Regions from separate parts of the Mus musculus genome. Here regions 2, 3, 4 and 5 are each linked to region 1. Evidence: chromatin contacts called from public HiChIP or PLAC-seq, Micro-C and promoter capture Hi-C data. All regions are on one chromosome and are shown on one strand. The core of a region is the stretch at or near the end of the contact, and the rest is flanking DNA. Distances in the headings are between cores, read along the strand shown. Region 1 holds the start of Acsl6 (acyl-CoA synthetase long-chain family member 6). Region 2 holds the start of Sowaha (sosondowah ankyrin repeat domain family member A). Region 3 has its middle 11 kb from the start of Tnip1. Region 4 holds the start of Rad50 (RAD50 double strand break repair protein). Region 5 holds the start of Irf1 (interferon regulatory factor 1).

What was found. Promoter capture Hi-C pulls out the DNA fragments that hold promoters and counts their contacts. A called contact is a pair of places that touch in the nucleus more often than the background predicts. HiChIP or PLAC-seq counts read pairs in DNA pulled down with a chosen protein or histone mark.
Region 2: a promoter capture Hi-C map of embryonic stem cells shows a contact between it and region 1, with 4 times the contacts expected there. The contact joins the promoter of Sowaha here to the promoter of Acsl6 in region 1. A contact is called at or near these places in 3 of 39 promoter capture datasets (embryonic stem cells, hippocampal neurons and liver) and 2 of 9 other capture datasets (liver and macrophages).
Region 3: a Micro-C map of embryonic stem cells shows a contact between it and region 1, with 4 times the contacts expected there. The contact joins the enhancer-like site here to the promoter of Acsl6 in region 1. A contact is called at or near these places in 1 of 39 promoter capture datasets (pre-B cells), 1 of 15 datasets of contacts at CTCF or cohesin (large pre-B cells) and 3 of 484 Hi-C or Micro-C datasets (B cells, embryonic stem cells and pro-B cells).
Region 4: a contact with region 1 is called in an H3K4me3 HiChIP or PLAC-seq map of bone marrow-derived macrophages, with 4 times the contacts expected there. The contact joins the promoter of Rad50 here to the promoter of Acsl6 in region 1. A contact is called at or near these places in 2 of 39 promoter capture datasets (embryonic stem cells and hippocampal neurons) and 1 of 115 datasets of contacts at active chromatin or transcription factors (bone marrow-derived macrophages).
Region 5: a Micro-C map of embryonic stem cells shows a contact between it and region 1, with 3 times the contacts expected there. The contact joins the promoter of Irf1 here to the promoter of Acsl6 in region 1. A contact is called at or near these places in 1 of 484 Hi-C or Micro-C datasets (embryonic stem cells) and 1 of 115 datasets of contacts at active chromatin or transcription factors (pancreatic cancer cells).

What each region holds. Positions count from the first base shown.
Region 1 is chr11:54,301,318-54,306,815 of GRCm38.p6, forward strand. It overlaps Acsl6 (acyl-CoA synthetase long-chain family member 6), which reads left to right and starts at 2,507. Exons shown (of 21, transcript NM_001033598.1): 1 at 2,507-2,605. It overlaps Gm51861 (a long non-coding RNA gene), which reads right to left and starts at 2,384. Exons shown (of 3, transcript XR_003949553.1): 1 at 2,043-2,384; 2 at 510-620; 3 at 150-394.
Region 2 is chr11:53,477,021-53,482,518 of GRCm38.p6, forward strand. It overlaps Sowaha (sosondowah ankyrin repeat domain family member A), which reads right to left and starts at 3,175. Exons shown (of 1, transcript NM_183173.2): 1 at 1-3,175. The coding sequence starts at 2,887. The coding sequence ends at 1,241.
Region 3 is chr11:54,971,535-54,977,032 of GRCm38.p6, forward strand. No RefSeq gene overlaps it. Among named protein-coding and RNA genes, the nearest start is that of Tnip1, 11 kb to the left of the region's middle. Within about 2 kb of position 2,492, at least 134 of the 459 cell types and tissues checked have an H3K27ac peak or open chromatin away from gene starts, as enhancers often do. A contact at or near this core is called in B cells, embryonic stem cells and pro-B cells, where this site is marked.
Region 4 is chr11:53,704,110-53,709,607 of GRCm38.p6, forward strand. Rad50 (RAD50 double strand break repair protein) reads right to left here and starts at 3,210. Exons shown (of 25, transcript NM_009012.2): 1 at 2,818-3,210; 2 at 1,876-1,959. The coding sequence starts at 2,946.
Region 5 is chr11:53,766,837-53,772,334 of GRCm38.p6, forward strand. It overlaps Irf1 (interferon regulatory factor 1), which reads left to right and starts at 3,178. Exons shown (of 10, transcript NM_008390.2): 1 at 3,178-3,442; 2 at 4,448-4,539. The coding sequence starts at 4,453.

The sequences.
Region 1 (5,498 bases), core at 1,257-3,756:
TTCGTTCTTCTTGAATTTCATGTGTTTAGCAAATTGTATTTTATATCTTGGGTATCCTAAGTTTCTGGGCTAATATCCACTTATCAGTGAGTACATATTGTGCGAGTTCCTTTGTGTTTGGGTTACCTCACTCAGGATGATGCCCTCTAGGTCCATCCATTTGCCTAGGAATTTCATAAATTATTTTTTTAATAGCTGAGTAGTATTCCATTGTGTAAATCAACAGACATCTTCTATCTAAATATTTACCCTAAGGTTAAAGGTCCAATATGAATGATTCATCCCTGAGGTGATCCTCCCAGGGTTAGGTTAGAGCCATCCTTCTGTTTCTAGACTTACCATACTGGCCTGCTGTTATTGCTGCTTCTGACTTGCCTGCCCAACACTCCAGCTCCTACCAGAAGAGGGCACAGAATACACAGTAGCTTAAAGAGTGAATGAGTACATGAATGAGTGGGAACTAGGAGGTCACAGCTACCTGATGGCTTGATGTAAAAGCCTCATCCCACCTTGCCTGCACATCTCTGGATGCTGGCTTCTCTCGCTCTGTGTTCTAAGGTTGCTGGACCCATGCAGTCTAGAGATCTCAGAGTTACAGCTGCCTGATTCATGATGGAGATCTACAAGGAGGAAGAAGCCCTTGGTAACTCAGTACCGAAAACAACAGCCCTGTGACTCAGTGGAAGGGACACACCTAGAGTGAAAAGCGACCTGGCCGTGATCCCACAGCCAGCCCAGCGTCTTCCTGTCGATGTCCCTCAAGAGAAGCCAAGTACTGCTCAGAGAAAAGCGGAACCCCACTCGGCTAAGTTATCACCAGCTCGGCACCAGCACAGAGCTTTAAACTGTGATGCTCGCAAGAAACAGAGACATCTATAGGAAGAGTAACTGGATGCAGCATCCTGCAGGAGGCCAGGCTAAATGTGTCCCATGACATCACTCTGGAGAAGAGGCTGCCAGAAGCCACCCAGGAGCCTAGATGCTCCTGCAACTTGGTGTTGCAGAGGACTGGCCCCAGAGCCTGCTGCTTGCCTCCTAGGACCCCTGCTCTGTTAACAGGTATTCACTGTGTACAGATAGAACAGTGTACAGATGATAGAAAGACCAGAGCATCCGAGAAGGGGATGGATCTTTTCATCCTAACTATAATGTGAAATGGATATTGACAGAATGCAGAAGGAAGGCACAAGAAGGAAAAGGCCCTACAGTGCATATGATCAGAAATTGCAATGGGATAAACCCTGCTTATGGCTTCATTATATTTAAAAAATGTGTGATGATATTCTGGCCAACTCCCTAGGCCAGTCTGACTTGAAACCATCTATGCCCTCTCCCAAGCCTAGAAGTGTCCCCTGACGGGGTCTCCACCTGAGCAGGCAGGCCTTCAATTAGTTCGCTACTGCTGCTGGGAATGCAGGAGGGATTTCTGATTGCTGTGTCACCCACTGGGAACAATCCTGCCACATCACCTCCATGATCCTCTCATAGAGGTGTCTGCCAAGTTTAAGATTCCAGCAAAACCCTTGCCAGGAAGAGACTGGCTTCAAGCAAGAGCAGCCCTCCCAAGACCCGGTTCCTGTAATGGGAAAGAATGGTCTATTGTAGAGACTCACTGTAGATGTTTCTGCAGACTGTACATCTCTAAGGTTCACAGAGATAGGCCAAGAGACACATACCAAACTAAAGATGCAGGACCACCCCCTCCCCAACACATAGAGAGACACACAGATAAACACAGACACACAGATAAACACATACAGATACACACACAAAGAAATTGAAGCCTAGATATGAGTTCAAGTGCACAGAGAGCATCCAATCTCACCTATCCACCCCTTGCTTTCTGATCTCTAATGTCTGGTTTCTCTCCCTCTTACTCCTGGTATGGGTCCTTGTCTTAACCAGTGCCTGACCAAGGTCTGTGCTGCTTGAGCGCTGTCCTCGGTGCTGGAAGCCTAATGAGTCCTGAATGCTTGAAGAACGAGGGGACCTTGGTGAAATCCACTTGAAGATGTCCATCGAGGCCCCATCAGAATACCTACCTTTATTATTTTAGAAAATCACAGAGCCAGGCTTCCTCCTTTTGTTCCCAGACAAAGGGATTGCAACTCTTCAGCTCACTCTTCAGCTCAGCAATGAGACCACCAACAACCTAGTGACCGTATGACCATTTATCACAGCTAAGAGGAACTTGAGCTCTTATGTACCACACATATGCATCACTGCCTGTGTCCTTGGGAGACACCTGTGATTCCATGTGGCTGCCTGTGTCTTCATGAGACATGCCTGGGGACATGGCAGCTGGTGAGTCTTCCCGTGACCTTGTGTGGCCTCCAACCTGACCTTGAGCATTCTTATTAAGTGTGGGTATTATCCAATCTAGCCTCACCTTGATGCCCCCCCCCCCCCCCCCGCCCCATCACTCCCTTCCCTCTTGGGTTTGCAGATGTGGCTCCCAGCAACTACAAAATCAGGTCCTAGGGGGCGTCTGACTCAGCCAGGAACCGGCACTTCAGCATGTGCACTTTCTGGGACAGAAGCCCTGGACCCCCGCTGCCATTTGAGCCTGCCTAGCCATAAAACCTTGGAGGCCGGTCGTGTGGAGGTAGGGTCGTTCATGGGTGGAGGCACGGTGAGGTAGGAGCGGCAGTGAGCCCGTGAGCCCCTTCCTCCAGCCCGTTTCCCCCAGAACGTTGCGGGGCGGGCGGCCCAGCCCCTCCCCCAGTCGGGCTCGGCAGTTCGGATGCCGCTGTCTCTTTGCCCAGGAGTCCCGGCGCGCTGCGGGGCTGGGAGTCGGGTTCCGTGAGGAGCGCGCGCTGCGCCCTCCCCCTCCCGCCGGGTCTCCGCAGCGGCGCGGGGAGGCGGGGGCTAAAAATACCCGGCGGCGGCGGCAGCGGCGGTGGCTCTGGGGCTGCGGGGCTGCGGGCCTGGGAAGCAGTGCGGGCCGGGCTGGGCCGGCTCACCGACATGCTGACCTTCTTCTTGGTGTCGGGGGGTTCTCTCTGGCTGTTTGCCGGTAAGTCCCGGTCCGATCCTGACCACCATTTCCGGGAAGCTGTAGTATCTCGGCCCAGGGTGCGGGTGTGACATCTCCACCTTGCGGAGCCCTCTGCTGCGGCTGCTGAATTGTCCCTTCAAGGTCCCCGAGGCGCCCCCCAATTCTGGTGGGGGTCCATGGGCAGCGTTGGGGAAGCAGCTGGGTCAGCCCGGAGGAAGGGCCTTACTAGCTGAGACCCCCATAACCCCCCTTCCGTTCTCAAGCTCCTTTCTCCTTGTGGTGAGAACCGGTGATCAGATTAGGCCCCGTGCCAAGGGAAGGGCAGACTTTTTGTGTCTGTGTCCATCTCTAGAGACCAAAATCCAAGTTATGTTGCCCCCACCACCACCACCAAGGTCCCTTGGTGAATTGTACGGCAGAGCTGACCTGGGTTTCCTGATCCAGCCAGAAACCTTTCTCACTAGCGGTCCCTGCTGCCCTTTAGCCAGAGGACAAGACTGGTTACTTGCCCCTTAGCTCTGCCCAAGGCTGTACCCTGGCTTCCCCCCTGCCTCACCCCTTTCCCTCCCTCATCCTTGCACCCTCTTTCTTAGGAAGCTACAGGACTCCTGATAAATCTCTGCATAGTACTTTCCCCAGATTCCTACACCCATACCTGTACTCTCCCAACAGGCCCACCCCTTACCAATACTACTTCTCAGCACTGGCCTCTCCCCTCTCCAAGCCTCCGGCTAATACCTCTAAAGGGTTTCCAGCCCCACCTCGGCCCCAGCTCTGTGCAGAATCTCTAAACCTGATAATGTACGTGAAAATGCTTGGCCTAGCCCAGGCCAAATGCTCTCCCCATGCTAATATTTCTTATTTGGTATTCGGATAGCACCATCAGCGGTGGTGACAAAGTTGTTTCTGAGCTAAAGGAAAGGCAGAGGTTGATTCTTTTGTGAGAATCATGTGTTTTCATGTGTGAGTTTTTTTTTTTTTTTTTTTAATATTCACTGTGAAACCTAGGAGGTTGGTGGGACCTCTTCTATTGTTGAGATTTAAAAACTGACTTCCCCAGTGCCATATGGATAACACTGGGCAGATTGGAATTTGATCTCAAGTTTTAGCTGATCAACCCATGCCAAGTGCTTGGTTATATCGTGTCTGAACCTGAGGGGATGGTGGGCCAGGTAATTATTTTTCCCGCCCCCACAATTGTCCTGAGTTAGGCCACAGGGGCATAGTCTCCCTGAGCTGGGGAGACTAAGGCCTCTCTAATCCCTTCAGCTCCCTAAGCTCCTTCTGTATGCCAGTGTCTGGTGACAGGCTGTTCAGGGCCACTCTGGTCTTGCCAACAGGCAAGGATAGGCGAGAGTTGGGATCATGGATAATCAAAATATGATGATGATGATGGTGGTGGTGGTGGTGCTGGTGGTGCTGGTGCTGGTGGTAGTGGTGATGGTAACATACACTATTTATTGCCTACGTGACAAAATTGCCTATGAGCCTCTTCTCAGTACCTGGTCCTCTTTGTTCTACTCCAGGAAGAACCCCACCCAGCATGGGTTCAAAGCGTTGGTCTTTGGTTCAGAAGTTTTTGTGGTTCCAGGAAGGTGTCCGGAGGCTACAGGGCCACTTGTGATAGGGATCATCAGTAGCCTGTGAGAGAAGCCCCTGAGTGGGAGGGCTTCTTGTCTATAACTTGTATACAACCGTCACTGAGTCAGGGTGAGCTTCTGTCATGCTTCCTTGGATAAGAAAAGGGGGCACCTGCCTCACTGAGGGGTTAGACAAGGGCTCTGAGAGTCAAGCAGAGCTTTTCCTGTGCTCGGTGGCAGCTGCTTTCACAGAGGCCAAGCTGCTCTGATTGCTGGAAGGCAGAGTCTGACATGTGCTTTTCCTTAGATGCAATACCCCAGATACATGCATGGTGGGGGCTTTATAGGTCATGTGCCTGCCCTTCTTGGGGCTTTGCTAGATCTCAGGCTTTCTCTTGGGATGGAAGGGTGGAAGGGTCTGAGAAATGTGCATTCACACACACACACACAACACACACACACACCCCTAAGGATGAATTCTGCTTTGTAATCTACTTTATAGCCCAGTGTAGCTCCCAGGTTTCTGCCACTCTGTCAAACAGGAAGATGCTCCTGAGCCAATGCCTGTGTGCTTTTTGCTACTCAGTGCATCCCTAGGGAAACAAACCTTGGTCTGGCAAAAGTTGACCTCAAGGGCTTTCAGGGAAAGATGGGGGAAAAGCAGCCTGGAAGAGCCACGAGCTCTGGGCTGCACAGTACCGAGCCATTCCAGATCTAACCCGAATGTTGAGTTGTAAACAAGGAGACAAGGATATGAGTCCAGCATGAGTCATGTGCTCAGTCTGGTAATAAATATGCCCACCATTTCCCAAGCACTCAGAGGACAATGGGATCAGTGGGTTGGGATTCCTGCCCACCTCTGTGACACCTGTATGTGGACTGTAAAGAGGTACCACTCTTGATACATTACTAAAAGGTAC
Region 2 (5,498 bases), core at 1,925-4,424, 820 kb before region 1:
GTTTCTATTTATCAGTTTTTTTTCCTTCTGGTATAATAACTTCTTTTTTTGTTTGACTAGTCAGTCACCCATTGCACTGAAAACTATGGATTCAGAATTCACAATTAAATCATAATTAAAAAAAAATTAAAATGGCATGCCAAATCAAAGCAGCCACCGGTTAGTGATGAACACATGTTCCGGAGTAGTTTAAAAGTATTTACCAAAACGTCTCGTTCTTTCTGCGTTAAATCACTTCACTTTCACTCTCAAGATACACTTTTGTTTGTTTGTTCATTTTCTGTCCACTTTGAGGTTTTTTTTTCTTCTGGTGTGGGATTTGTGTGTGTGTGTGTGTTTCTGTCTGTCTGTCTGTCTTTGTCCGTGTGTGTGTGTGCACGGAGGTTGTTTGTTTTGTTTTGAGTCAGAGTCTCTCTGTGTAGCCCTGGCTGGCCTAGAACTTGCTCTGTAGACCAGGTTGGTCTTAAACTCACAGAGATCTGCCTGTCCCTGCCTCCCAAGTGCTAGGATTAAAAACATGGCTCACAAGCCCAACCATACCCTTGTTTCTCAATATTCGACATTCACAGTATAATTGGGATTAGTTACATTCATTAGGCTCACAATAGTTACTCCATGTTCAAGATTCCAGAATCTGTACTGCCTACAATGAGGTAGATAAGCTTTAGTGTTGTTGGCTTAGGACTAATTTCTTTTAGACTCAACCATCTCTTTAAAAGATAAATTTCCAAAATATTTAGCAAAAAACTGAAAGTGTCTTACTACTTTGCCTAAAAATGGAAAAAAATAGAATTTCAAAGGTATTATCAAAGTTGCTGTACCCCATTCTAATTTAAAAACAGAATAAAAGCATCAAATTACAAAGCCACTGCAGATCTTAAGTCGCCATCTTTGAACATCTGGAAAGCCACCCTCTACTTCTGATTTGGGAATGTGTCCACCCAGAGGCCTCTGGTTAACACCTCCAGGGGCCAGACCAGCTGCTGCCCCTTAACCTTTGACCCTAAACTTCAAGTCTCCTCCCAAGATCGGGCATGACTGCTTGGTTTCTCTAACGGGGGAAAAAGAATCCCATCTCTGTAGGCACGTCAAATTTCAAACAGAAGGTGGAGGCCCATCTGGTTACACCAGGCTGCAATAGATAAAATCGGAAATGAGACAGACTGCCGGTTTGGGGCCTGTCTTGGACAGGCTTAGACAGCGTGCCACAGGCCCTGGTAGGTGGTAGCTCCAATGCCATTCAGGTTGGAGGGGGCAGACTGGGCACTAAACCAGCTAAAGGTCCTGGAGTGGATCGATGAGAGATTTCGGTGAAGGACGGCAGGCCACCGCGAATCTTGGTCTTTTTTCGGGGAGCCATGGGCGAGGCACCCAAGAACTTGCTGAAGGAACTTGACTTCTTCAAGCCACGAGCCAGGTCCTGGAGCATCAAGTCATCGGCCAGGACGCCCAGAAACGCACTAGTGGTGGAGCTGAGGATGGTGGCGGCTACCTGCACGGGGTGCCGAGACACAAGGCTCCCACTGCCACCACTGGCCGCATCAGGCTCCATCATAGATCGCAGGCCAGGGTCACCCAGTAAACGCCTCAGCGCGTAGGAGGAGCCAGGCCGTAGGTACTGGTAGGCACGCCGGCCGCTGTAGTCGCGGACGTGCACTTGGGCACCCAAGCGCACCACTAGCAGCACAGCAGCATCCTCGTGGCCGTGCAGAGCCGCCAGGTGCAGCGGCGTGTAGCCACCGTGAGAGCGCGCGTTCACGTCCACGGGCGCGCCTCCACGCCGCGCCACCTCCACCAGCTGTAAAGCCATCTCCCGGTCGCCGTTCTTGGCCGCCCAGTGTAGCGCGGTGAAGCCGGACATGAAGTCGCGCTTGGCAGCCAGGCCGCGGTCCCGCAAGAGCAACCCGTGCAGCTGGTGACTCCAACGACCGCTGGCCGTGCGCACCAGCCACTCGTGCTCCGTGGGCTCCAGGGGCACCGCGGGTGACGGTAGCGGCGCGACGGGCATCTCCTCCGTGTCCGGACTCAGCAGGCGCGGACCGGCGCGGGACAGGCGCCTGAGATGCGGGGAACGGCCGGGTCCCAGGTGGAGTCCCAGACCCGACTCCTCTACCGAAAGCCTCCGCAGGAGCATCGGGGAGCCCCGTGGGCTCGGCTCCTCCGAGCGCTGCCGGCGCAGGCCCTGCTCCTCCGCGCGGATCCGCAGCGCCGCGGGGCCAGGAACGACGCAGCGCACCGGCAGCATGCAAGGCTTCTGCGGTGGCACTTGCGCCGTGGGAGGTGCAGGCTCCGGGCCTGGCGACTCTGTGCTCGTCAGGGCCAGCCCCGACGGCACGCTGGCGGGTCGGGCTAGCTCCGAGGACCGAGGTAGCGCCGGATCCTCCGGCCCCCCGGGCTGTGGCGCTGAGCCTGATGGCGCCTCAACCTGGGTGACCTCTGAGGGTAGGGTCTCAGGGGTGTGCTGTAGCTCGGATGGTGCGGACGAGTCCTCCGGCGGTTCTCCTGATCGCTGTGGGGAGTGGGGAGCCCCGGGGGCACAGTTGTCCTCCGCTGGGACAGCAGCGCACTGGGCCAGCGCGGCTGGCACTCCAGGGCTGGAGGGGAGTGGGGCCTCGGGTCCTTCCGGCGGCCGGGGCTTCTTTCTCAGCACCACGAACTTGACCCCATCCAGCTCCTTCACCACGGCCACGTTGTTGACGAACTGCTTGAAGCGGTCCCTACGGGCCGCGCGGCCCCGTGGGTCCCCAGCGTCCAGCAGCGGCTTGAAGCGGCTCAGCAGCTCGGAGTTGCGCACCTGCCCGCCGTGCTCCCGCAGGAAGCCCAACACCGCCGCCTGGCTCACCCCTGCGGCAGCAGCGGCGGCAGCGGCGGCGGCTGCCAGCGCCATTCTCGGTGTCTGCGACTCCGGGGTCGCCCCAGCCGCCCAGCCGGGCTCACCTGGGACTCTGATTTCCGAAACTGGACTGCAGTCACGCCCTCGCCGCCGTGCTGAGAAGTCTCCGGGCGAAGGGCACCTGGGACTCCTATCCTCCGCCTGCGCCAGGCCTGGCCCCCAGACTGGGGGGTAGGTTGCTGCTGAGAGGTCCTGTCCAATGGGCGCCAGGCTCCATGCCCCTGTGCGGCGCTCGGCTTACAGGTGACAGCTGCCACTGGAGGTGCGGAGGGAATGGGAAAGCGGAACCTCTCTGCACTGCCCCCACCAATTAAAGGCGGAATTAAAGGCGCAGCGTTGCTCTTCAGCTCCACTCCCGGTTGCTAGGTGGGTGTGTTCCCTGGGGATGTTGCAGCGTATGGGCGAGGCGTGGGTATTTATTACCTTCAGCACTATTTACCACAAAATAAAAGCAATATTTTACATATATATGTCCTTGCACTGCATATATTGCATCAATACCTCTCCAATGTCTGATGCTTTTTATATAGGGGGAAAAAAACCAACCAGATTTACAAAATTCATAGCAAGAACAGTTCCCTGTGTGGTATTGAGTGCAGGGTACTGGAGGCTCACAAGAGGTTTAGGAAGCAGTTTTCTCATGATAGATAATACTTTTTGAAATGTGGAGCTTTGCGATCTACATATTTTATTATTCGTTGACTTTCTGTCTCTCTGTCTCTCTCTGTCTATCTGTTTCTCTCTCTCTCTCTCTCTCTCTCTCTCTCTCTCTCTCTCTCTCTCTGTGTGTGTGTGTGTGTGTGTTTTGTAGGTCAGAAAGAAGATAACTTGAGACATTGGTTCGGCTTTCCATCATTACATGGGCTCTGGAGTGCAAATTCACATCATCTGGTTTGGTGGCAGGCACCTTTACTCACTGAGCCATTCCAAAAATACCCCCTTTATTTTTGTCTCTATATGAAGTTCAAGTTGGTCTGGAACTTGTGCTGTCACCGCCTCAGTCCTGAGTGCTAGGATTATAGGTGTGTGCCACCATGCTTGCCCAAAATAACCCATTTCATATAGGATTTCAGGAATAAACCCACAGGAAAAAACAAAGAAGGAAAAAATATCAGCAGCAGAAATGACCATTAACATTTTGACATACTTTCTTCTACTATGAATTCATGTGTCTTTTATACTTTAAAAATTAAAAAAAAAAAGCAAAATAGAAACCATATTGAAGTGTTAAGTATGGAACCCAGGGCTTTACAAATGCCAGGATACAGCACCACACCTCCAGCCCATGCTGTTTCTAAAACTTCAGTTATTTCACAAATATTTATTGAGAACATAGCCAGGCCCTTTCAGGCTGTGATACATGTTAGCAGAGATAAACGCTTTGACCTAGCAGAGTTCATTTATCAGGAGGAAACAGAAGTCAGAAAGCTCTGTAATGTGCTATGTGAGCTATAGCATACCCTAGAAATACTATAGAGAACACTATAGTATAGAAATACTATAGAGAACACTATAGTATAGAAATACTATAGAGCATGGAGAAGCTCACCAGGGACAGGGTGGGGGTTTCAGCTGGGCAGTGGTACAGGACAGCATCCATTGTGAAGGTGAACCGAGGGTGTGGGGTAGGGAGTTATGCAGATGAGAAAGAACTTCTTCAGTGAGGGTGGAGGCGGGGTTGCTTGCTTCATTTTTGTTGTTTGTTGTTTCCAACTTTTATTTATGTGTGGTATGTGGTGGGCACAGGCAGACGTGCAATGGTGCAGGGATGGGGGTTAGAGACATCATCCAGGAGTTCTCCCCTTCACCATGTGGACTCAGAGAGGATTTAACACAGCTCAGACACCTTGGGGGGGGGGTGTTCTTTCTGAGCAAGTCTCTCATATGACCCATGATGACCTCAAACTCCTGCAGATGCTGTCCTTAAACTTCTGATCATCTTGTTCTTACCTCCCAAATGCTGAGATTACAGGCTTTTACCACTGTGTGTGTGTGTGTGTGTGTGTGTATCCAACTAGAATATATATATATATATATATATATATTCCCAGGCTAGCCTGGAAACTCAGTTCTCCTGCCTTACTCTTCTGAGTACTGGGAGTACAGGTGTGTACCATCATGCTGGGCTTTTTTGTTGTTTCTGGTTTTGTCTATTGTTTGTTTGTTCTTGAGACTAGGTCTCACTATGTAACCCTAACTGGCCTAAAACTATGTAGACCAGGCTAGCCCAAATTTATAGAGATCCACCTGCCTCTGCCAATACCTGAGTGCTGGGATTAAAGGCATGTGTCATCAGGCCTGGCTAGCTATGCTGGGCTTTTGAGTAGGGGTGTTGTTGTTTGGACAGGGTTCCTCTGAATAGTCTTGGTTGTCCTGAAACTCACTCTATAGACCAGGATAGACTGGAACAGCAATATCTGCCTACCTCGGCCTCCCAACTGCTGGGATTAAAGGTAGGCACCATCATTGTGGCTAGTATCTTTTCTTTTTAATTTTTAAAAATTTTCATTTAATTTTGTGTGTTATGTCTTGCGCTACATGCATGCCTCGTGCCAACAGAGGCCAGAAGAGGGCTTCAGATCCCAGAAGCAGGAGCTATGAAAGG
Region 3 (5,498 bases), core at 1,242-3,741, 670 kb after region 1:
AGTTAATAGCAATTCTCATTGCTCTCTGTCTCTGTCTCCCTCTCTCTATTCTCTCTCTCTCTCTCTCTCTCTCTCTCTCTCTCTCTCTGACAGAGTTTTTTGTATTCCAGGCTGGTTTTGAATTCTTGAATTCTCTGCATAGCCAAAATGACCTTCAACTCCTGGTCCTCCTGTCTTGACATCTTAAGTGCCGGGATTGCAAGTGTGTGAATCACCTGGCTCACCTGGTTTAGGTAGTGCTGGGATCCAGCCAAAGGCTTTATGAATGCTGAGCAAGTAGCCAGTGAACAGAGCCACACCCCCCAGCTCTGGAAGCACCCCTTTAATTGTTTATTCTGATGCAGGAGTCCCAGAAACCCGTGGTTGAAGTACCCTGATCTCCCATCTTTGTTCACTTTTTGTACTCGGGAAGTACCGTCTCAGATCAAGGTCAGAGACTGGATATATAAAGGAAAAACCAAAACTCAAAGTCATTTCGAGGAAACGGGGTATGTGTAATCCTGTCGGGATTTGAAAACTGGGATTCAGGGATGAGTTTTGCAAAGTGGTGCTTTCCAAGGAAACAGATACAAAGGGGGTGTGTTGAAAGATGTTTTCTTAAAGGAGGAGGATCCAAGAACAGATGTCGCAAGGCTGTGCTGTCAAAGGAAGTGGCTTCTTAGCCCATCAGGTCCAAGCAGAGAATCAGAGTGATTGATCTTCACCAATGTTCTCACTGGGCAGAAGGGCTGAGGCTCATGAAGGGGAAAGTGAGGACCCAGGGTGAGGCAGGGAGCTGTTGAGGAGGTAGCTGGGGCTCCTGTCCCTACTCCTTCCATTTTCTTTTCACCTGTGTAGTACTTTGATATCTTTGCCCCAGGTCCTTGGGGCACATTCCAAGGTCAAAGACTGAGACTAAATCTGTGTGCCGGGGACCTACACCTGCCAGATGTCAGGGGCTGCAGCCTGAGGGTGGCTGGGGTACATGGGAGAGGAAGGAGCAGTGCAATGAGGTGGCCTAACCTCAGAAAGGAAGCCTGGTGTCTGGGGAAATTCCCCAACGAGGTCGCATGTCTATGTAAATAACTAGCTCCCATAAGCCTGGACTTCAGAATGGGAGAGAGAGAGAGAGAGAGAGAGAGAGAGAGAGAGGAATCCTGGGAAAGTTGGAGAGGGTATAGGGCCCAGCTATCCCTAGGGGTCCAGCACCCTGCGAGGCTCTTCCGAAAGCTTCACCTCATTGTCTTTGTAGTATCTTCCCTGGGTAGAAGACTGGGGGCGGGGGGGGGGGGGGCGGGGGGGTGGTGGTGGTGAGACTCATTCAGGAAGCCTGTCCTTGCCTAAGCTAAAGTGTATCCTACTATACTTCCTTGGAGACCATGGGGAGGGTGGCCATGATGATAAGTATGACTATAGATTTGCTGCCACTGCTGACGAAGGTGACAGAGATGAGGTTCAGAGTCCGAGAAGGCTTAGCAGTTTCATTTTAGGTTTTCATCTCACTCACTGGGGAATTTTATCTTGGGAACAGCGGAGGCATGAGGCAGGTAGTGACCTTGACTCACCTTGGGCAAATCCCAGCATGTTCTATTTTATAGGCCCCGTGGGAGCTTTCAAAGACTAGTAGGCACTGTTAACCCTTCCTGGAACACTTCTGACATAGTGTCTACAATGGGAGCATCTTTCTGGTCTCTGTAAGTCTCTCACCTGAGGTCTTAAGCCTCCTTGGGAAAGGAGACCCTATCCAGGTCTTCATTCCTTTCTTGGGTTTGGGCCCACACACCACCTGGCTCCCCAGGGGGCTGGCCTGGGAGGACAGAGAGCAATCCCCAGCTATTGGGCACCGCAGGGAGCCTAAGTGTCTCTCCGTAGAACTTGCACACAATCAGGCAGATCCCCAGGACCAGGAGTTGTACATGGTTCACTAAGATGGTACAGCAAGGAAAGGGTGGATGATCGTGCCAGTGTGTGTGTGTGTGTGTGTGTGTGTGTGTGTGTGTGTATGTGTGTGTGTGTGTGTGAAACAACTTTGGAGGGCTGGGCTAGGTGTTTCCCATGTGGCCAGGGATGATGTACTTCTGGTGTGCTTGTGGGCCTAATCAATTCATTTTTTTTTTCTTTATGTGGTCAACAATGAGCTAAGCGTGCCAGTAGGTTCTGTCTTCTCATAGCCTGCGTGCTCAGAACAGCATGCATCTGACTCTGGCTCTCTTTGGTCTGTCCCTGGGCGGCATGGCTGGCAGTGACCTGGCTTTCTGTATGCCCTGTGAGGATTTGGATTTGGATATATATGAGAACGTGCGGGAATCGGAGTGTCCCTTTCCTCTTCCCCTGGGCTTTTGGTTTTCTGTTTTTTTGTTTTGTTTTTTTCCGGGCCCTCCCAGGTCAAAGTCCAGGGCTCTTTTGCTGGGTGCCAGGGAGGGGATTTTACTCTAGCTGGCAGCATCGCTGACAGATGGTGATAGCTGAGAGGAAGGGGTGGGACCATTCATGGGAGGAAATGCATGTGCTGGAAGCTCTGAGAACAGCTGGGCCTGGGGGAGGGGCCCACTGCCTGATAGTTGGGACTTGTCCTTACACAGGTTGTGGTATGACCTCTATGAGGACTCTAGCCTCATGCTCTGCCTTCAAAAGCCCCTCCTGCCCACCTCACCCACTCCCCCAAACCCTGGCCCACCTCTAGGTTCCAGGTAGAATGATTCCTGGCTTCCTGTCTCCATCCTTTCCTGAATTCATAGCAGGGTGTGTCTTTCTTCTCCTCACCCCTCCCTCTCATTTGCCTCCCACCTTCACTCCAAACCCCCACCCCCACCCCTTTTTGAGACTGGGTTTGCTGCTTCAGTTTCTTCCCATCTTACATGAGACAGAGGCTCTTGCTGAATATGGAACTCATAGATCCAGCCAGACCAGCCAACCAGCCCCAGGGATGCCCCAGTCTCCACCTCCAACCTTCACATTGCCACACCAGGCTTTTCTTTCGCTATGTCTGTCTGTCCACCTTCTGTCTGTCTGTCTGCCTGTCTTTTTTCTTTTCTTTTTTTTTTAGACAGGGTTTCTCTGTGTAGCCCTGGCTGTCCTGGAACTCACTCTGTAGAACAGGTTGGCCTCGAACTCAGAAATCTGCTTGTCTCTGCCTCCCGAGTGCTGGGATTAAAGGCATGCGCCACCATGCCCGGCTTCCTTTTTTCTTTTTTTAATGTGGGTGCCGGGGATCCAAACTCAGGTCCTCATGCTAGTGTGGCAAGCACTTGACTGACTGAAACATCTCTCCAATCCTGGACTCTGAACCCAGGTCTGCCTCCAACTTCCTGGGGATGGAACACAGGCATTTTGTGCATTCCAGGACAACATTCCAATCACTGAGCTATACTGCCAGTCTCTCTATAGTAATACTTTTTCTCCACTCAGCTCTCTGAGGGTGGGGCCCAGTGTAACACAGTGGTTCTCAACCTTCCTACTGCTATGATCCCTTAATGCAGTTCCTCATGTTATGGTGACACCTCCTCACCCACCATAAAATTATTATTATTTTTTAGAGTTATTTATTATTATATGTAAGTACACTGTAGCTGTCTTCAGACACACCAGAAGAGGGCATCAGATCTCATTACAGATGGTTGTGAGCCACCATGTGGTTTCTGGGATTTGAACTCAGGACCTTCAGAAGAACAGTCAGTGCTCTTAACTGCTGAGCTATCTCTCCAGCCCCATAAAATTATTTTTATGTTGCTACTTCATAACTGTAATTTTGCTATTGTTATGAATCTGAATTGTAATAGTTTTGTAATCTGAATTGTAATATTTTTGGAGATAAGAGGTTTGTCAAAGGGGTCTCGAACCACAAGTTGAGAAGCACTGGCGTAGGGAGGAACTCAGTAGACACCAGGAGCTGTTGAGGCTCCCTCTGAGCACTGTCAATTATTAGCAGTGAGGAGCTGATGTCGTGGAGTTGGTGTTCTGGCATGGACAGTACTCCTGGAGATGTTCACACATTGCTTTAACTACATACACCTTCGCTGCCACCCTTCCCTGAGAGAAGGAAAACACAGCATAGGAAGGTCAATGAATTTGCTCTTGCTAATGGTTGACTGGGACTTGAACCCACGCCTGCAGCCCAAGATGGAAGCTGTGGTATAGCTAGAATTTCCCTGTAGCCTCCCTCCATGTGAAATGAGGAAGTCTTCTCCAGAAGTCCTGCTATGATGCAGTCTTCAGGCAAGCCATCCTACCAATCAGAACCTTATTTCAGTTGTCTTACTGTATGCAATAGGTGAGTCCTGCAAAGAAAGCAATGGCGGCTCAGGTAAAGATTCTCCAGCAGGACTTGTTGTGGCTTCAATTCTGGCCCCAACTGGGCTGGGACAAGAAAACATCAAGAATTCCAAAGCAGCCAACAGCTACCTCACTGCTGTCTGTTAGCAGAAGTGTGAGCAGATACCGGACTCTGCTCTGGTCAGGGCAAGCCCCTTCCAAGCTGCCACTTCCTTCAGGTGTTTCCTTTTGGTCCCAAAGACCACAGCTTCTGCAAAAAACTTTCCTGAAGGGAGAATGTGTGGTCCAGGGATGTAGACATGTCAGTTGGTGCTTGCCTTGCAGGCATAAAGCTCTGGGTTCCAGCTCTAGCATGCCATAAACTGCATATGGTGGGACTCGCCTGTACTTGGGAGGCAGAGGCAGGAGGATGGGAAGTTCAAGGTCATTCTTAAGTTATGTACATAGAGTTTGAGGTTAGCCTGTGCTACATAAGACTCTGTTTTAAAAAACAAATGGGCTAGAGAGACAGCACGTATGGCTCTTGCAGAGGACCTGGATTTGGTTCTTCATACACAGTAACTTCAGCTCCAGGGGATCCAATGTCCTCTCTGGTCTCAGTAGGTACCAGGCATATATGTGATGCACACACAGACATGTAGGCACTCCCTCAACACATAAAATAAAAACAAGCAACAAAAAAGAGCAGTGAGGAATTAGAGGAGAGGTGACTCCAGCCTTGAAGCCCATCTCAAAGGGTGACCCAGATGCTTGAGGCTACAGGTGTGTAGGGTTCCCGTTCTAACTGCCGTGATGGCCAAGTATTTCCTTTCTGTACAAGTGATGGTCACCTCACCTGTCAGTCACTGAGGGAGGTGAGAATTTCTGAGGCCCTTCTGCACCTAGAACCTTAAAGCAATCCTCCCCATCTCCCACTTTGAGACAGGGGTGGTTTGAATGGTTGTCATTCTCCTTTAACTTAACTCCTATCAATTTTGTGTCTTGAACTTGGGTCCATGAGAGCAATCTCTAATGCTCTCATGGAGAGAATCAGGCGGAAGAGGCATTCATTGATGCCCTGTAAGGATTAGAACCATCACCGTTCATAGCTCTAGCACCTACCACACAGCAGGTATCAGTAAGTACATGCGAATGAATGAATGAATGAATGAATGAATGATGAATTGATGAACAAGCTGTTTCAGATTCATAATGGCTGACCCCTGTACAAAAAGAATCCAAGTATAGCTTGTGGGAGTTGGTGGTCC
Region 4 (5,498 bases), core at 1,960-4,459, 600 kb before region 1:
AAGCAGAGTAGCTTATAGATTTAGGAATGAGAAGGTGTGAAGCAGCCATTTTACAGAGGGCCCAATAAAAGTGTACTAAGCAGTATGACTGTTTTCAAGATGAAATACGTAATGACTTTTATAATTCCAGCATTCTCTCTAGTCACAGGAAAGTTTAAAGCTTCGTTAGGTGTTTTTTGAGTTTGTGTACTAGTTAGGTTTTATTGCTAAAACACTAACCAACAACAATTTTGGGAGGAAGAGGTTTATTTGACTTACAAGTTAGTTTCATTCCAGGAAGCCAGGGCAGGAACTCAAGGCAGGAATGTGTAGACTGGAACTAAAGCAGAAATCATGGAGGAGTGCTGCTTCCTGGCTGGGTTGCCCTGGCTTGCTCAGCTACCTCTCTTACACAGCTCACACCCACCTGCCTAAGGATGGTACTACCTGCAAGGGGCTCAGCCCTCCCATATCAATAAGCAATCAAGAAGACAGCCCTTGCTCGGACAGCCTCCCAGGCCAATCTGTGGAGGCAATTCCTCAATTGAGGTTCCCTCACTGCCAGTTTTGTCTAGGGTTGTGTCATCTTGTCAAAAATATGACAAGCTGGCTTTGTTCATCTGAGACAGGGTCTCATATAGCCCAGTCTGGCCTCGCTCTCCTGGTCCTCTTGCCTCTATTTCTAGAGTGCTGGATTACAGGCATGCTGCGGCATACCAAGCTTACATGAAAGTTTAAAGTCACATTTAATGATGCTACTTAAACGACTTACAGGTGATTGGTTAAATAAACAAGGGCTGGAGGCAGATGCAAGTCAATCTCTGTTCATTCAGGGTCAGCCTGGTTCACATAGTCTCAGGTCAGCCAGGACTATACAGTCAGACTTTGTATTAAAGCAAGTAACAACAACCCTGCAGGACATGAACTCAACGAAGCATTAACAGAAACTAAAACCAGCAAGTGTGTATATGCATTAACAGATGCACAGCACACCACCTACTTAATTTGTATAATAAACAAAATTCTGATACACTAAAATATAAATGTGAAAGTGTAATTATAGATACACAAAGACATGGTTTTACAAGCACAGAAAGAATTTAACAATAAACACTTACCTTAATGGGATTCTGCGGCACTACATAAATTCACATTCTTGTTGCATATAGATATGCAAAACATATTTATATGTAAAACATCACAATCCAAACAAGGCATTCCAAAGATTTACATCACGGTAGACTATGGTGAAAAACTAAAAGCAATCTAACTGCAAATAATACTGCAACTATTAATGATTTTATATAGCATCACAAATTTCAACTAAAAGACTCCAGCTAAATTAAAAAAAAAAAAGTCTAAAGATTGAAACATCCCATACACCAAGATTAAGAAATCATTATAGTGGTTTTGCTTTCTTCTTCAAAACTTCCTTTTATTATTTGTTATTATTATTAGAGGTGTGTGTGTGTGTGTGTGTGTGTGTGTGTATGTGTGTATGTACACGCGAATGTCTGTGCATGACACAAGGTCAGAGAACTCATTGTGGAGTCAATTCTCCCCTCACCCTTCTTAAGTTTGACCCTGGCGTGACCAGCAAATGTGTTTACCTGCTCTTGTCAGCCCTATTGTGCTTTAATAACTTCACACTGTATGACAGTGCTCTGGGGGGAAAACCCCGAAATGTACCATTAGATAGGACTATGATCTCTGCTGGGTTAAACAGTACATAGGAAAATAAAAATGCCAACAATGGTTATCACTGGGTGCGTCCACTGCAGGTGACCATCTTCTCTGCATACTTTCCACTCTAAGGTCCTCTACAATAAGCAACCACTACTTTTAGAATTATAAAAATTTAATTCTTAAAATACAAAACTTTACAGACACCATTACCTTGGGATCATGAACAAATGTATTTCCTTTGGTTCCAGGAGGGAAATCTCCAGTACAAATATACTTTAGACATTCAATGATGGTCTAAAAAAAGAGCAAGTTGTGTGTTATTTAGTGATGAGAACCACAGTAGTTTATGACAAATATTCATTCACAGCCAGGTGTGGAGGTGTGTATCTACAATTCTAGCATTTGGTGGACAAGAAGATCAGGTCAGCCTAAGCTATGTGGGATGCTGTGTCCAAAATAAATAAATTAAATAATAGCAAAAAATATGTATACATGTAGCTAGTGATTATAAGCGCTTTATTATGTCTTCCTTCCAGGAGATCAAGGCTAAGAACAGACCTGGTACAATGTCAAGTAACATTTCCACATAAAAGTCCACCTCCTGACATTCAACATCCAAGTTGGTATTTCTGGCTATCTTGCAACTTATTGTGTAGATCAAACTGGCCTCAAACTCATAGAAATGGGCATGTCTCTGCCAATCTAGGATTAAACGAGTGTGTCACAACGCATTGCCCAAATCTTCAGAAGTAATAAAATAATTTTCCAGCGTTAGGGCTACTCTATCAGCTTCATGTCCACAATAAGTCTTTTTTTTTCCATCGTTATGTTTTACCAGTAGACATGTTTTGCAACTCTAGGTTACCTATCTCTCATATTTAAAAAAAAAGCTTTTTGGAGGGGCTTTTGGGAGGTCCCAGTTGGGCACAGGTAGGTGGCGAGAGTCTGCTACGCTTCCGGAACTAGGGGGCGGGGCTGGGAAGCAGGGGCGCAGCCGGCCTTCCCCGGGAACGAGATGCCAGAGCGGAGCGCACGCGTGGGCTTCCGACACTCCGAGTTGCTGGGCCGGACCGGCTCTGAGGTCCCCGAGGCCCACGCAGCGCGCAGGGCGACGCCCTAAACACCTTCTGGGGCCCTCGCCTCAGGACTTACCGTCTTCCCCGCCCCATTGGGTCCAACCAAAATTGTGAGGGGGCTGAAGAAAGAGATAATCTGCTTATCTTTATCCTCTATCCCAAAACTTCGCACGCCCAGAATGCTCATCTTTTCGATCCGGGACATGTTTGCACCACGTTCCTTTACTCAGTGCCAGGGGCGAGTTTTAACCTCAAGGCGGAAGCTGGGCAAGCCGGGAAGGAACGCCGCGAGAGGACCCAAAAGTTCCGAACACGCGCTGCGAGCAGGAGCTCCGGTGGCGAGAGCACTTCCGGCCCCGCGGGCTTCGGTTTCCCGGGAGGGCGCGGGCCGGTTAGGGTCTGCACAGCCCAGAAAAGCCAAGCGAGCCAGCAACCGTAAGCTCGCACATTCCCGCCTCGCACGACCTGGGGTCACGTGGGGGCGGGCGCGTACTTGTCCACGCCTCTCGCACGCCCGGGGCATGCCGGGAAGTGGGAGTCCTAAGCAACACGAGCAGGACGAGTAGCTGTTGTCTTTTAGAAGTTGGGCAGGGAGGCAGCTGCCACCTATCACTGTTTGCTTTGACGTTTTGAGATCGGGTCTAGCTCTGTAGGCTCGAACTTGCGATTCTCCTGCCTCAGTCTTCCAAGCGTCGCTATTACAGAGCCTCCTAGCCCATCTTAAGTAGCGAAGACCATACTTTACGTCCACATTTGGATCCCTGGACCGCATGGGTAGGCTGGGGTGCAGTCGGAGACCCCAGTTAGTGGTTTGTTAATGACATCTACTGTACGGACAGTACTGTTTAACAGCGTTTTTCACTGTCACTTTTTATTATTATTATTATTTTTTTTTTTTTTTTTGGTTTTTCACTTTATAGTGGCGAGTAGTTTCTCTTGATCACGTGACTGTGGTGCTGCCATTACAATAGACTGCACTCTTGTATATATTTTTCCTTTAGAATAAATCAGTTTTCATTTCTACTAAGCTGTAAATGTTGCTAGTTAATGCTTACATAGGCTTGTGTTGAGATCCTTGCAGAGCTAATGGTTTTGTGAGCTGGAGAGGTGGCTCAGTGGTTAAGAGCACTTGCTCTTGCAGATTGTCGGGGTTCAATTCCCAGCACCCACATGGTGGCCCCAACCATCTGTAATTCCAGTTCCAGGGGATCTAACACCCTCTTCTGACCTCCCTGAGTTCCAGGCATAGACATGCTGTAATACATGCAGGCAATACACAAAGTATATATGTGTGTGTAGGCTTTTTTTAAAGTTTTGCCACTGAACTATTAGTAACATATACAATGCCTCCACCCTCAGCAGTATTTAAAAGTGCAAAAGGAGTTTAAGACCAAAAGTTTGTGGACCCAAAACCAGATGCTGTTCCAAGACAGGGTTCTTATAAGTAGGAAGAAAGTCCGCTCCTGTCAACAAGGTCACAAGGTAGGAATTAGGTAGAAAGGGGCTGGCTATGGAGGCTCAAACCTGTAATTCCTGCACTCAGGTGAGTGACTGAGGCAGGAGGATGCCTTTCACTGTTAAGTGTGGACTAAGAGTGAGACCCTGTCTCATACAAAAATAAAAGGCTGGCCTGGCGTGCCCAGCCCTGATTCATAGATCAACAGCACAACTCTTGGACCTAGGCTCACAGAACATGTCAGAAGAGGGGGTGAAGAGATTGTAAGAACCAGAGGTCCAGGAAACCTGTGAGATTGTGTCTCCTAGAAATGACAGAAAATTTCACACATGATACCATAGCAATATGGCTGCCTAAACAAGACCTGAACAAGGACAGCATCAGTAGACATGCTGACATGGAAAGGGAGCCCATAGAGAACTACAATGGAATTAACTGCTGAGAAGAGAAGAGGTGGTCTTTTCTGGGGAGGAGTTGGTTATCCAATACCAAGTGGTTAGCCCTGAAATCATATGTGTACAAGTAACACTAACTGGCTCGGTAGGTTGTTTGTGTGTGTGTAAAATAACAAAGAGGCCATGAATTTGAGAGAGAGTAAAGGGGAGACAGAACATGAGAGGGCTGAAGGGAGAAAAGGGAAGGGGGAAATGATATAATTACATTTTAATTTTTCCATTGTCATTTTGTGACGTGTAATCTTGGCAGCCAGGAACTCATTATGTAGACCAAGCTGGCTTCAAACTGAGAGAGCCACCTACCTCTGACTCTCAAGTGCTGGGATCAAAGGTGTGAGCCACCACACTTGGCTTCATGCTTTAATTTTTTTTTTTTCAAGAAAAAGAAGAAGCCAGACAGACCTGGTGAGACAAGCCTGTAATCCCTGTTCTAGGGAAGCTGAGGCAGGAGGATCATTGCACATTCCTGTGGGGAGCCGCCCTCACATTCGCCGTTACAAGATGGCGCTGACAGCTGTGTTCTAAGTGGTAAACATAATCTGCACACGTGCAGGGGCAGTTTTCCCGCCATGTGTTCTGCCTTTCTCGTGATGACAACTGGGCCGATGGGCTGCAGCCAATCAGGGAGTAATACGTCCTAGGCGGAGGATAATTCTCCTTAAAAGGGACGGGGTTTTGCCATTTTCTCTCTCTTGCTCTTGTTCTTTTTCTTGTTCTTTTTCTTGCTCTTTTGCTTTCTTGTTCTTGTTCTTTTTCTTGCTCTCTTGCACTCTTGCGTTTTTGCACTCTTGCTCTGGCTCTTGCTTTTGCCCTTTGCACTCTAGCGCTCTTGCGCTCTGGCTCCTA
Region 5 (5,498 bases), core at 1,928-4,427, 530 kb before region 1:
TCATGGATTAGAAGGAGAGCTACTGCTGAGCGGCAGCAAGACAGGTTCTGTGAGGACAGAAAGAAGGAAACAAAACATCAAGGGAAAAGCTGATTGGTTAATGCTCGGGCGGTTCAGGTGCAGAGGGGACTCCCTCGCCGCGTGCTAACTCATGGGGACTTAAAACTCCTGTGTTTAGGAAAACTTGGTTTGGTTTAAGATCTGCGTGTTCCTTTCACATTTCAATTAATAATGTAGAACTTAGCACGAGTGACTCCATTTTGGTTTGGTCTATTGGAGCCTAGGACAGGAGCTCCGTCTAAAATAGTGGCCTCTGATATTTTGGTTTACCAATCTTCTCTCAACAATTAGGGGAGATGGGTAGAGATTATTTCTGGTTTATAGTTAATTGAGGACCAGAGAGAATAATAATTTCATTCCTTAAAAAAAAAAAAATTTACTTTTAAGAGTTGAGTGTAGATGCCTAGGGAGGCCAGAAAAGGGCATCAGATTTCCAGGAGCTAACATCACAGATGGTTGTGAGAAGCCCAGTGTGGGTGTTGAGAGTCCACTCAGGTCATCTGCAAGAGCAGCGAGTTGCTTCTTTCTCATTGTGCTTTTCCCCAGCCCCAGGGGAACGCCAAAAGCACAAGATACCAACCAAGCTTTCAGACTCAGCGCTACAGCCTGTGTTCCCCGCTTTTCTAAGAACAACTGAGGGAGCGGGAAGTGGGGTGGGAAGACAGAGGGTTTGAGCCTAGCTGAAGATGTAGCTCAGTTGGCATAGCGCTTGCCCAGCGTGTACAAAGCCTGGGTTCCACCCCCAATGCCAAAAATTCCCAATGAAGCGGTGCATACTTGCATGCTCAACATTTGATAGGTTAAAAGCAAGTTCAGAACTCAAGGTCGGCCTGGGATATGGTGAGCTGTCTCAAAAAAAAAAAAATTAGAAACTGGCTGGGTGGTGTGGTACATGCCTATAATCTCAGCGCTTGGGTGGTAGACACAGATGGAGCTCTATAAGTTTGAGAGTACCCTGGTCTACAAAGCTCTAGGACAGTCAAGGCTACATAGAGAAACCCTGCCTAGACCCTCCCTCCCCCCCCAAAAAAAAACCATAGCCCTATACCCAATCATAGGCATATTATTTATAATTTTAAATCAAGTACCAGGCAAGATGGTGGTACCGACTTGTAATCCCAGCATTAGGAAATAGAAGCAGGAAGATGAGTTGTTTAAGGCTAACCCAGGCTACAGAAGACCCTCTTCCAAAAATAAATAAATAAATAAAAATAAATAAATAAATAAATAAATTTTAAAAAAGGAGAACCCCTAAAGTCAAAGTGGGAAAAACCTCGCATAGAACATTTAAAAGATGAAAATGGTCAGTTTCACTGTTAAATCGTAGCAGTGAGGGTGGGACAGGGACATCTCCTAAGCAGAAGACTGTTAGTGTGTGTGTAGAGACTTTGCTCACAGTGTTGTCTCTATTGGGAAAAGGTGGAAATAACCTAAATGTCCTACAACAGGGTATTTATCTATCGGGTAAATTTTTATTTATCCTTATGACAGAAAACAGGTACCCATCACTAACAAGGCTGCATATGGACATTCCAGGACACAGGCTGACTTTCATTATGTATACCCACACAGTTATTTTGATGTAATTTGTAGTCTCTGGTTGCTTTCAGTAGGGTCTCTGTGGGCTTCAAGAGTTACAAAGTTTCTCTCCCTAATCTCATTTTGAATTTTCCATTGGCTGGTCAGAGTGTCTCCACAGAGCAAGTATACATCTGTTGCACAGAGAGCAGGTGTCAGATTCAGAGTCATGTGATCAGAAGGCCCTGGTCTCTAGTGATTCTCTTAATTTGCGACTTCAAATACCTCCGTATTTATTCTAGAGTCTCAATTCCTCCTTCCAAATCCTCCTGCCACCTTGAATCTCCTAGCTCGTCTATGAGGCAGTGACGTTACAGGTACAATCGTCCATTGATGTGTGTATTACAGCTTGCAACATTCAAACTGGGTGCTGTCCTAGACGGACAGCTAGGGTGAGGAAGGTGACACAAGAGAATGACACGGTAGAGGACTGATGTACTTGTGAGTCAGAAGCTGCGAGGAAGCGAATGAAGAAGCCTGAGGGGCCAGAGTTCGGAGATGGAACATGTATACACTAGCCCAGCCGCTAAGAGAAAGAACAAACTGGCAAGGTTTACTCGTGAACACCAGTTAACCCGCTGCCCTTGCCATCCCCTTGGGACCTGGGTCCCCCCTTAGCCACAATTTCCCTATGCTGCCCAGAACTTCTCCAGAGCCAGGCTTTGGGGACTCAGAAATGACTTCAAGACTATCAGAGAGGAACTCTCTCCCTAGGGCTACGTCGAGGATGGAGAGCTGAAGTAGGTGTCATAGAAGGAACCACGGCCACTTCGGAATTTTATCCACTTCTTTGGTGTTAGGTAGTCCCAAGGAATAAGGGTCGCCTTGGTCACCGCTAGCTAGAACCTCGTGTGGCACAGGAAAGCACACCCGCATCTTGTGCCCATGTAAGCAAACACATCATCTCTCCCCATAAGGACAAGGTGTTCCCCCATCACTTCAGACTAGCAAGTGAGCTATTGACATTTTATGGTTACGGAGTCCTTGAGTCCTTCAACGGCTGGCCCTGCAGAGTCCAGGCTGGGAGTTCCTACTGCCCCGTATTTCCAAGTTAGGCCTTCTGCCTCAATTTCCCAGAGCAGCCAAGTGGCAAGTAAGGCGGTACAGGGACATAATCTCTCCCTTCTTGACACTTCATTACCAGACTGATTTTGAGGGTGATTTAGTCCCGGGGACCCTTCTGGAGAGGGAATCAGGTGTTCTAGAGACATAGGGAGTTAGGTGTCTCCCGTGGAGAAGGGGAAGACCATCATAGGAGCCAGCAGGCTGGGAGTCTGCAGAAAGAGGGGGACGGTCTCGGCTTTCCAAGACAGGCAAGGGGGCAGGGGAGTGGAGTGGAGCAAGGGGCGGGCCCGCGGTAGCCCCGGGGCGGTGGCGCGGGCCCGAGGGGGTGGGGAGCACAGCTGCCTTGTACTTCCCCTTCGCCGCTTAGCTCTACAACAGCCTGATTTCCCCGAAATGATGAGGCCGAGTGGGCCAATGGGCGCGCAGGAGCGGCGCGGCGGGGGCGTGGCCGAGTCCGGGCCGGGGAATCCCGCTAAGTGTTTAGATTTCTTCGCGGCGCCGCGGACTCGCCAGTGCGCACCACTCCTTCGTCGAGGTAGGACGTGCTTTCACAGTCTAAGCCGAACCGAACCGAACCGAACCGAACCGAACCGGGCCGAGTTGCGCCGAGGTCAGCCGAGGTGGCCAGAGGGACCCCAGCATCTCGGGCATCTTTCGCTTCGTGCGCGCATCGCGTACCTACACCGCAACTCCGTGCCTCGCTCTCCGGCACCCTCTGCGAATCGCTCCTGCAGCAAAGGTGAGCTCGCCGGAGCTGCGCGGGCACCGACGGGTGCCGTGGAACAAAAGGCGCACGGGACACCAGGAAGTGGGGGCCAGAGACACCCTGGGTCGCGGTGGCGCGCTGGCTCGGGAGGGCGCTGCAAGCGGGCGGGAGGCGGGCCGCGGCGTGCACCGCCCTCTGGCCGCGCTCGGCGGTCTGCGTGCGCGGAGCCGCTGCGGGGCCTCTTGGTAGCCCAGAGTGGCCGTCGCGCGCACCCGCGAGCAGCGCCGGGGGACTCGGATGTCCGCCTGCGCGCACTTTTGGCGGTCGCAGCTTGGCTCCCAGCTCTTGCTTTCGGACGCGCAGTGTTCGGTGCAGAGGTTGGCTCGCTGCCTTGACTGGCTGGACCGGGTCGTGAACTACTGGGCTTTCGGGAGGAGGTGCCACAGGTGTTGCTTGCGCCACTTCTCTTAACAGCAGGGGAAACCAGGCCGGAAGGGGTTGCGCCCCAGCCTGTATGTTGTGGGCACTGGCTGTCAAGAGGGGACATAGACTGGATTGGAGTGGGTGGGTAGAAGTGCCCGAGATGGAGGTTGACTTGCTTGCTTGCACAGCCTGGAAGGTGCAGGGCTGGGGGTGACAAGCAAAAGTAGTCCCTTCCTTCTTCCAAAGATTGAATTTTGAGAGAAAAGTTCTGTCATTGAGATGTCTGTCTTTTGGCTTTTTTTTTTTTTTTGCACATATATCCTGCAACCATCCATCCATCCAGACTTGCTTGGTTGTTTATTCCTGAGACTGACTGGGAGAGACTGAAAAGAATGGGCAGGTGGCTTTGCCCATGATGCTGGAGAGTTTCATTCTACTTCAGGGTCCCTAATCTATGACCTGGGTACCTGGCTGATGGCAGGAGAGTGGGGGAGGGTAATGACCTGGGTGTGAGGACAGGAGAAGGTAATTGAGCGAGCGGCCTTGGGTGGAGCAGGGCAGTGCCCAGGGTTGTTTAACAGACTCCAAACACAGGCCTCTGTCTTTTCCCTCCAGCCACCATGCCAATCACTCGAATGCGGATGAGACCCTGGCTAGAGATGCAGATTAATTCCAACCAAATCCCAGGGCTGATCTGGATCAATAAAGTGAGTGTTATCCTGCGTATTCCTGCCACTGTTTAATGCATGTTCTCTTGGGGCGCCAAATTTCATGAGTGAACGTTAAGAGAGCAGGAAAATGTATTTCCCAGTGGGTGCTGCATGCCAGAACGTGCAAGGTCTGACTTCTGCCTCCTGCTTCTTCCTTCCTGAAGCTGTGGCCAGCTCACCCTCCTAGTGGTACAGTCCTCAGCACCAAAACTTCTCAGCTTCTGCAGAGCCTGGGTTCCTCTCTCTTCCAAGAGAAACACTGTATACATAAGTCTTACATGGCTCCAGTTGGATAGACAAGACAGACAGAAAAGCAGTCGATAGTGGTTAGGAACGGGACTAGTTACGTAGGAGACCCAAGAAGCCACAGCTGGCATGCATGGCAGTATAGCAGCAGCAGTAGCATTGGTGATAATTAATATGTGCTTGGCACCTTTTTTGATATGTTACCAAATTGTGCATTTTAACCGGCATAGTAATCCTGTGAGATGGGTCTCGCGTAAGGAAACTGAGGCACTTTAAGGTAGATTACAAAGTCATGTAAAAAGTGTGAAACCCAAGACCAACTTGAACCAACTTGATTGAAATAGTATACAGTTAACCAGCAGTAACAAGAGTGGTGGTGGTAAGAGCCTCCTGGATCTTGGGGCTGGTGAGCTTGCTCAGCAGGTAAAGGCACCACCTTCCAGTGAGCCTGAAGGCCTAACTTTGATCCCTAGAGTCCTCTCATGGTAGGAGGTTGGCCTCTGACCTGTACATAAGTGCCCTGGCTTGTATCTCTCTCTCCTCTCTCTCTCTCTCTTTCTCTCTCTCTCTCTCTCTCTCTCACACACACACTCACAATACACGCATAAAAATTTAAAAAACAGAACTAAAAAAAAACTTAACTCATGGTGGCTGTTGTTCCCATACATACTTTTTATTAAAAACAAACAGTCCCCCACCCACCCACCCCC